Regions from separate parts of the Drosophila melanogaster genome. Here regions 2 and 3 are each linked to region 1. A link is a contact called in public targeted proximity ligation data. All regions are on one chromosome and are shown on one strand. The core of a region is the stretch at or near the end of the contact, and the rest is flanking DNA. Distances in the headings are between cores, read along the strand shown. Region 1 holds the start of Slc45-1 (Solute carrier family 45 member 1). Region 2 holds the start of nwk (nervous wreck). Region 3 holds the start of CG13315.

Region 1 (3,093 bases), core at 499-2,998:
TAAGTAGCCGGTGGCTTTAATTGCCTGTTACGATTAGGAAGTCACCTGATAAGCATTCCGCAGTTGACAACTCTTCGGGGGCCTGAGTGAATCATTCGAAAACATTTCATATAAAGGGGTCAAGGTCATATCGGGGAGTTATTGAGGAAATAGTTAACATTCAGATAGCTGAATCCGTTAGCAAAATATCACAATGTTAAATTCACACGTCTTCGGCGAAATAATCGGATGAATTCCATTGTTGCTGCTCTCGTAGCTGGTTCCATGGCGATTAAACCGTTTTGTAATTAACATGATTATTATTAAACTGCTGCTGCTTAAAATGCATATTACTTTATTGTGGGGGTGTGAACCCGGCTGTGCTGTTGATATACATACAAATATGCATATACATATACATATAGGTGTAGATTGGTTGCTTTCAGCACATAGGCAGTTTATTTAACCAACAATTGAGGCGTAATTGATCCTCTTATTGTGAACAGGCATGAACCGTGTTATTATTTTATTATGGCTCCCTTAATTATGGGAGAAAATTCTAACGAAATTTATTTTATTTCGTGGAAATTGTGGATATGGCTATTTAATTATTGACGTCTTATATTCGATTATAAGGTATTTAGGAAATTCGATACACTCGGGTAATTTGATTATTAATTGCAAGTACTATAAGTTAAACTGGAATTTTAAGTGGCTCGTATTTATAAAAGAAGGACTTACTTGCATAAAAAGTATCACTTGTAGAGTTCTAGTTTTCAACCTAGTTTTTAGTAGCTCTAACACAAAGCACAGGACCATAAAAGTCAAATAAAGTTATATAATTACTATTAGCTATAATAAATAATCCACTGCAATGGCTCAAACTCACCTGTATGTGTGGCAATCCTTGATCTGCTGACAGCCCACGCTCCTCACGCAATCGTTCCTCTAACTATTTATTTTTGCTACGAAATGTGACTAATTTTTCTTCTTATGTTTTATGTTGATTAAAGTTTTAACGATCACTGTCACTGTTTAAGCGCTTTGCTTCACTCACTATCCCGACTTTGTTTTAGTGTCAATAAATTATACTCCGTTAAAGTTTTTCGCTTGCACAAATTGCTGAACATAAAATATATTTCGATTTTCTTTAATTTCAATTGTTTCTGCTTTTGTTGCTTGGAGCGAGCGTGGGCGTGGCAGTTGTGGGCGGGCGGCGATAATGAATTCACTCTCATAACTTTACCCATGCAATTGGTGTTGGCAAAAGGCTAACGAAATCAATTTTTGCACCCCAGTCTCGGTCCTCCTGTTTTTGTTTTCCTGCGGAAAGTTGTTCCGCACTCTTCTCTGTCGCTCTCGATTCACTTGCACTTTGGCGAATTATTATTATTATCAATTTTAATGATATATCTACTTTATATCTGCTCGTTGCCCGATGGATTTGTTATTCGTTTGGTTGTATGATTTTTACTTTCTTATTAAACTGCTGACATTGCCGCTTGTCGAGCGCGGCAGCTGTTTACTCCTTTGGCCTGAACGCTGCGAAGATTTTGGCAAGACATGAAAGAAGAGTTTTCCTCGCAATTTCCCGGCAAACTGCGCAGTTCCGAATTATGTCCCTCGAATCGATACGCACGAAATGGAAAATTTATGTTCTATTTTTTGCAGAACTTTTTGTTTGCGGTGCCTCAACTTTCGATGACTTTGGTCTATTTTTGGATGGCCAAATCGCCTTCGGACAACTGCTCGAGATGATCTTGGTCTGCTCTGGTTCGCTCTGCGACTGAATGGTGGACCTCTGGACGCAGCAATTTATACGGCATATGTGACGGCAGCTCGGTCTACCATAGCTCTGCCTCTCTCTCTCGCATCCCAGAGTACTCTTCATGGGATCGGGCCTCCATATCGCGGGCCATATTCACTCTCCCTCCGATCGGCGTCTTATCGCATCGGGTCCGGTCGAGCCTTTCCTTTCTTTGTCTTAGGAGCAGTGGCCACACAGAGAGAAAAGATAAGTACTATTCCATGGCAAGTTATCAAAATGCACCAAGATATATATATCTTTCAATTGTTTCTAAGACTTATTATATTAATAAACAAATATCCTTAAATTTTTCCACTATGTTACTTTTAATAATAATATTTTTTTTTTTATTATTTTCTGTGAATTTATATGAGTATTCTAAGATACTTTTGCATGAAGATAGAACTTTAGCTGAGTGTAGCCTAATGAATAAACATGTACTAGTTATTATAAATATTAGATATTAAATGGTCTGCATTTTTTTCTCTGCACACAAATCTTGCCATAAATATTGATGTTGATATTAGGTGTTTTTTATTTTTTTGCCTCGCCTCAGCTCATTCGCAATGCATTTTGTCTGACGACATAGCACAATCTGTGTGTAATTATGTTAATTATTAATTAGCATTAGCACAGTTCCTGGTTCTTGAGCCAACCTAGCTCAACATTTGATCTAGCCCTGCTGCAGGTGATTGTAGATTCTGAGCATCTAAGTGGAACACTCTTGCTCACCTGAATTTCTGGCCACCGGGAACGACAGTGAACACACATGAAACTTGTTTCACAGGCGACAGGTTTCATAGCATAGGCATTCATGGATGTAGTAATATGCACAGTGATTCTCGAGTGATTTTCCAAGGGTGGATTGAAATCCTAGATTACACTGGCCGCATAGGCTGGGAAATTCCACTTGATTTCGAGTGTTTGTTTATCGGTTTATTTATTTAGCTCTTGACGTTATCACACACGGGGTGTGGACGCACGGTTATCAAATCTCAGCAGCCAGAAACACTCGAAAGGCGAATTAGTCAAGTGACTATAATTAATTGGCAATAAAATCTTTTAATGGTCATTTATCGAACCCATAGGTGTGGCATTGAAAATATGGCATTTTACTGCAGACTTCGGCTATAATTTTCTTCAAGGTGGGAACATTGTTCAGAAGCCACATTATTGTACATCCAAAGGAGATTATTGTTATGATGCACTTGAAAGAATCATTACGATGTAGTAACAGCTCCAGTATCTCACCTCGGATTTTATTTTAACAACCGTTTAGAATCTACTTAACGATGGAATGGTACAAG
Region 2 (3,090 bases), core at 373-2,872, 71 kb before region 1:
ATTTTCCAAGAGGGGTTCTTTTTTGCAGCTTGAACAAAACTTCCACAAAATACAATGACTCACCTATAAAAGTGGCAATTACGAAGGCAATCATCAGCCACAGCCAGCACTTGTAGGCTTTTTTCGAATGTTGCTCCAGTTTCTCAGCCTCTTTTCCTAGCGAATTGATATTGCGATCCGCCATTCCGGCGGAACGCGACACAACCTCCGTGTCTCTTCGGATAATCCTGTTGGCGGTCTCCGTCTGTTCCTTTAAGTTCCGAGTCAGCGAGAGCATGTGCTCGGTGATCTTCTCCTGGGCATTCGTATAATACTTGGCAGCCTGGTTCATGTTTTCACCAGAAGTTTCCTGAACGTTTGCGCTTCCAGAACTGGAGGAGGATTCATCTGCTCCTCGACGTCTTCGCAGGGCATCGGAATCTAAAATAAATGTTTTTTAAGTTATGAACTATTACATTTTTGAATTTAAGAAATTTTAAAATATGTACAAAACTGTTTGTTAATTCTTTATTACCCTGGAGCAGTTCCTTTCGCAGTTCGTTGTGATATTTGCTGTTTTGCAGCTGCCTTATTTCTTTCAGTGCATTTTCCCCAGTTTCGCTGACGGCTGAGGATTGTGAAGGAGTCTTTGTTGTGGAACCGGGAACGTCTGCATATCCGGTGGATATTTTAAGGGCCTGTAGGCGCTCCAAGTAGCCCGGGATACGTTTGACACTCTGCGGATCGCCCATCGCCTCCAGCTCGGCAAGCATTGTGTCCAGGGACTTAATGAACTTCTGCAGCCTCCAGAAGTTCTGTTCGCTTTTGGCCAGTTCCTCGCAGTTGGCCAGCAGGGTGCGAATATTTACATTTAGCTTCGTGGCCATTTTCAAGTTGAAAACATGAAAACAACAAAGTACAAATTCCTAAATTAAAATACCAGGTCGAAACCTATTTGTTGTCAGCAGCTGGTCCTATTAGCGATAGAAACTTATCGATAGGTTGTCGTGAGTAGTGATGAAAAATTATTGAGGATGTGTATGTAAAATGTAAGAATGTAAAAATGTATAAAGTAAAAAAAACATAACAAACAAATAATCTTCTAATCCTGTTAAAATTTAATTTTTAAAAATTTTTGAAAAAAAACATCAAGTTCCCAATATGCCATATTTATAAGCTTATGTCTACTTTCTCAAGATAACGTAATGCATTTATATTATTGCATGCATACTTCTGGGCGCGACTCGAAAATCTTATCAAACCTCTTGGCCAATATCTGAAGTTATCAATTAAACCGTTTTTGATAGCCACAGCATATGAGTAGTTTCACGCAAACGCACATTTTTGTTTTAGCTGTTGTCGTACGCCAGGTGTCAAGATCAAATGGCATACCATTCAAAGGTTGAATTTTTATAGTAGTTTTTTTTTCTTCATTTTCCTTAAGTGCCGTTACACGCAAGTGAGGTGTTATCAAACAGCTGACGGGGCAAAAACAATAAAACTCACCCTCTTTGTTAACGGTACTAGAGGCCATGAATGAAACACGACTTCGTTCTCTCTCGACTTTCTCTCACCGCTCTCTTTGGCGGTCTCTTCTTGCGCAGCAGCACCAGCAGTTAACGGTGCATGTTGAAAAGTTCTCACACAAACGTCGTGAAAATCGAAATCGATAAGTAAGCAACGGATTTTAGCTGCCCAGAAAAAGACCACAAATTTCAGTGAAAACCCAGCGATAAGAATCCCAAAAAGTACTAATCCAGCTGAAAAACAACCATCTTAACCGGCCATGTCCAAAAAAAGTGTTAGCCAAGTGTTTTGAATAACGTAGTTGGTGTAAATGCTTAAAAAAAATAAGCTAGTCCGGGGCCAGAGAAATCGATACGATACCCCCAAAAAAAGGGGGGCTGCTGCGTGGGCTGCCCGAGTGAAAATTTCCAGCTAAAAATAGTACTAGATTTGAGCTTGAAGAAAACCCTTGATTTCCTTTGCGTTTCGATGTCAGTTATCATTGCATTTCAGTTACATAAGTTTTGAGACCCGTTGCTGCGTAGCGAACCTATTAACGGCTTAAGGACCACACAACCACCCACATGTACCACCAACACCACCCATTTACACAGCCAAAAATAATCGGAAAATATATATATATAATAAATATCAGTAGGGCTACATTTTATCTAATCTTTAATTTGATAATGTTAGATTCTTTGATATAAGTCATGGCGTTAAAAATAAATCTCCCCTTTTAAGCCACTGAAATATAAATTTTTTTATATTAAAAAAATAAGATGGGATCTTAAATATCGTATCGTATTTTAATACCCGTATATCATATCCTCTCATAAAGCAATCATACTATTTACAGTTGCTAGAGGTAATGTAACACCATTAAGTCGGAGCTAAAATAGAAAAAAAAAGCCAATTGTAGAGTGACCCGATTGTCGTAGAAAAAGCCCCATGATGCAGCCGCCGCCGCGTAAGGTAAATCATAAATAAATCGAATTGATAAAGATAGTTCCACAATAATCATTCATCGTATACCTCGTAATCCTGCAGGGAAACTATGTGAAATTCCTCAAGAATTTGCACACGGAGCAGGTGGCCAAGCTGCAGCTGAAGAATCAGCATGAATGCGACCTCCTGGAGGACATCCGGCAGTTCACCATCAAGCGTTCCGCTGTCGAGAAGTCATACAGTGAGTCGCTGCTGAAGATCTCATCGCAGTATCTCAACAAGAAGATACCCAATATACCAGATATTAAGATGGAGGGCATGGAGGAACGCTGGTGGGTATTGCTTTCCAGCTAACTAGTAACGTTCTTTCGAGAACCTTCAGTCAATTTGAATTACCCACCTACTTATACGTAATCTCATAGGAACATGTGGAGCGTTTGGCGCACTGTGCTCGAGGAGAATGAGAAACTGGCTCGTGCTCGATTGGCCGCCATAGAGGTGTTTCAACAGCAAATCGCGGATGAGGCCAAGGTTCTGCGGGACTATAAGTTGGCCATAGCTAAGCGTTCGCTAGCCGGAATTGTCAATGTGCAGAAGGAACTCCATCTGAGCGTGGGCGATGTGGATAAGACCAAGAAATCATACTTTGACGAAGAG
Region 3 (3,499 bases), core at 524-3,023, 110 kb before region 1:
AAAAAGTGTGCTGCTGAAATTGATACATATAAATTACTCATACGCCATGGTGACACAGTCACACACATCGAAACCCAATGCCACTTGCCTCTGTCTGATTACGTTGTTAACATTTCGTTTTTTTTTACACTATCAGCACTAACCGAAAAACGAGCAGATGATCCTTATCAGGCCTCGGCAACTGACATCTAGCAAACGGTATAATCTTCATGGGTTTTGTTTTGGAATTAACGAGTTAGGGACCCCCCCCAAAATCGAGACCATAAAATCGGGTGGATAGCTTTTGATACTCACGCGATTCCACGGCGATCTCACAAGTCGAAGTACAATAGTCTGGCGGGTTGCTTTATTTATAAACATTTTTTTTTTTTGCTTTGATATTTTCGGTTTCTTTGTTGATTAGCAGAAACGGGAACAAGCTCGCTCTGTAATCAGGCTGAAAAGAAGAAGTCTAAAGGAAGCACTTAAAGTCTGGACTCGCTCGTAAAGAGAAAACAAGCTCCAGGGTTTGCGTGGAAAAGTTTCGGCAGCAAAATATTCCCCCCTGATCGCGATGATTAATTTTTTTTTTCCAGCCAGCGAATGCATTGGTTCCTGAAGCACTAGCAGACAGCGTGCTAGGGCTAGATAAGGGCTAGATTGCATGGCCCCCGCTGGTTCTGAATCGCACTTGAACTTGAAGTGTGCGTTCATAGTGGTTTATTGTGGTTTTTTTGTTATTGTTGACTTAACGATTCCTCACCCGCACACTTTCTGCCGGATTTTACAACGCCTGATTGCAGTAATAGACCGTGTGCCAGCTTGACGTTTTGTTTTGAAAATAATAATTCACAAGCAGTCGCCGACTCACAAAACTGATAAGAGGAGCTCCCGCCGCACACGTAGAGTACTCATGATAGTATGTATGTATTAGAGAAGAACGAAGCTGGTGGCACATATCTTAAAGCTCGGTCCAACTAGGCAATCAGCTGGTTAGCTAGTGTCATAAATAGGCATAAATGTAACCTCAATATTGGAATACAAAGGCCAGAAACATCGCTTACAGAAGAACTTCTATCAGGCGAAACCCATGACCTACAGCACACATTTTATTATTTTAAGATTATTTTAGACAACAAAGCATCAGGTGCAGAATTATCAACATAGTCTAGCAAAATATAGATATCTCTGGCTGCGGTTCGGTGCATCCTCAATAAATGCATACATAACAGTCATATTACAAAAAAAAAAAATTACAAAACTATAGTTGTATAAATATGTGAGTTACTTCAGTTAATCTAATGCCTCCCGGAATCAATGCAAATTGACTTAAGTTTTTTAATTAGGTCAGCTTTAGTGGCGCATGCTTGACTGTACATACATTTTATTAGGATTTACGTCATGGCCTGAGGGGTATTTGATTAATTGTGCAATAATGATACAGCTGTAGAGATCAGCCTTTGGACTTCGAGCTGCACTTGGGAAGTACGATGAAGGCTATTTCTCCATTTTGCTTACGGATACACGTCTAAACAACAGCCAATTAGAAATAAACAATGCAATCTGAAACGTTGAATAACAAACTTTGGCCAAAAGTGCGTCGCATTTCGCCTTGCATTCGGGTTGCATGGCCAGCAAATAAAGGCCTGGTCGTAAGCCAATCAATTGGAAACCCTTTTGAGCAACACACACCTGATAAGCCCCAACTACTTGCAAGATAATGACCATACATATGCCAGTATAAAAGTGCTGATAAGGCATCGCTATAAATAGTGGATCCGGAGCCAAGTGAGGCCACAGAAACGAAACGAGCGCGCCAATGATCGTACGAATTCATTAGGAACAACCCAGATATAGAGACGACTCTATAGCGAAAGCAACCCAACTGTGATACTAAACGAACACACACACACAACAATATCCCCAAGATGTCTGCCACTAAGGTGAACCATTTGATCGGAGCGACTACGCGCTACATTGCCGGACGGAATGCGGTGCAGACGGTCTACTGGCGCACCTCAGCCGGACCCAATCCCCGGATGCTGAAGACCAACAAGCTGCAGAACTTCGATCGCACCCAGAAGGCGCCTCAGAGTGTACGGATGCAGAACTATGATCGCAGCTATATCCGTGATTAGGGATTAGTTTTAGTTCCGGCCTTGACATGTTCCTAATGTCGCACTAGACATACATATGTAAATTTTTTTTGTGCACTTTGTATTTATTATGCATAGAGTATTTTCCAAAACGATAGTTCTTATCGTGCAAATTAGAGTTAATCGAATCTAAACGAAGCTGGCGCTACGACTTTTCATGTACCTTGGCATTATATATATATACATATATGTATATATGAAAAAAAGAAATAAATGGCAAAGATTTAATAAATGCATTCTAGCGCGTAGATAAGAGAATATTATTCGTTTTTTTTTTTCTGGACCGAAGTCTGACGGGGGTCTGCTAAATGCGTCATCAGTTCCAGAAGCAATGACCTAAATCTAAATGTCACAATCATCGTATGATTCCAAATGAAAGCCCAATTGATTCATTCGGTTTATTCCATTTTTAAGATTTTATTAATTAGTTTTATATTTATTACATACATTGAGTTCTCGTATATATATAATTTTGGGGTTTTATATTTATGCTTTACTTCCTTTGGTTTGGTATGTAATTTTACTTCATATAATTTGTTCGTTTAGCTTTATAATTTCGTTTTTAGATATCGTTTCTTACTTATGTTTTATAGTATATTCTCGCGATTTGTTTACATTTTGTTTTAGTTTAATTTAATTTGCATTGTGGGTGAAATATGTTTATGTTAAGTTTTTTGTTTGGTTTTCGTTTTTTTTTTTTTTGTGTTTTATTTTTGAGTTTTATCATGTTTATCGGGTTGATCATTTTACTTAAAATTACAGCCTTTATAAATAATTATTTTTATATGCTATTCATAGATTCTTTTTAATTTTCCGTTTCCTCAAATTTTGTGTTTTCATATATGTTTTTGCTTTATACTTTTTATTTCGCTTGTCATTGTACTACGTATTCATTTTTCATTCGCTTTCGTTTTAATTTTACTAAATATATATAGAGACTTTTCCGCATCGTATTTTGATGGATCTGAATAATTTGCACACAGTATGTATATAATATATATGTATATATATATAATATAATTGTTATCTAAATATATACTCATATAGACCTCATATATATTAATTTATATTTGACAATTTCAGTTGGGCTTAGTGTCTGGCTTTGCTTTTGTAGTGTAGTGTAGTTCTGGTTTGCTTCTTTTTTCATACTTCGTTTTTATTTATTTATTTTTTTTTTGTTTTGCACACGGAAGATTTACACACATGAATAAAAACCGAAAAATACACACAAAACTTTGTGCATTTCCTTAGCTAGCTTTGGTTTTGATACTTTTTTTGAAATATGTTATGTTATTTTATGACCTCGTTTATTTGTTGCCTAACTCAATTCATGTGAAAACAGTGTTTCCGTTTGGTTTATCTCA

What was found.
Region 2: a contact with region 1 is called in a targeted proximity ligation map of the Kc167 cell line, with 5 times the contacts expected there. A contact is called at or near these places in 27 of 107 Hi-C or Micro-C datasets (the Clone 8 cell line, the D17-c3 cell line, the Kc167 cell line and 7 more) and 3 of 7 datasets of targeted methods (the Kc167 cell line and the S2 cell line).
Region 3: a targeted proximity ligation map of the Kc167 cell line shows a contact between it and region 1, with 3 times the contacts expected there. A contact is called at or near these places in 11 of 107 Hi-C or Micro-C datasets (the Kc167 cell line, the OSC cell line, the PNm cell line and 4 more) and 3 of 7 datasets of targeted methods (the Kc167 cell line and the S2 cell line).

Annotation. Positions count from the first base shown.
Region 1 is chr3L:9,207,105-9,210,197 of dm6, forward strand. Slc45-1 (Solute carrier family 45 member 1) reads right to left here and starts at 1,749. Exons shown (of 4, transcript NM_140035.2): 1 at 869-1,749.
Region 2 is chr3L:9,136,238-9,139,327 of dm6, forward strand. nwk (nervous wreck) reads left to right here and starts at 1,623. Exons shown (of 9, transcript NM_140033.3): 1 at 1,623-1,652; 2 at 2,345-2,460; 3 at 2,536-2,765; 4 at 2,856-3,090. The coding sequence starts at 2,440. Use1 (Unconventional SNARE in the ER 1) reads right to left here and starts at 944. Exons shown (of 3, transcript NM_140032.3): 1 at 515-944; 2 at 64-420. The coding sequence starts at 866.
Region 3 is chr3L:9,095,104-9,098,602 of dm6, forward strand. It overlaps CG13315, which reads left to right and starts at 1,774. Exons shown (of 1, transcript NM_144186.2): 1 at 1,774-2,391. The coding sequence starts at 1,908. The coding sequence ends at 2,117. bol (boule) reads right to left here. Exons shown (of 8, transcript NM_001274685.2): 8 at 2,526-3,499.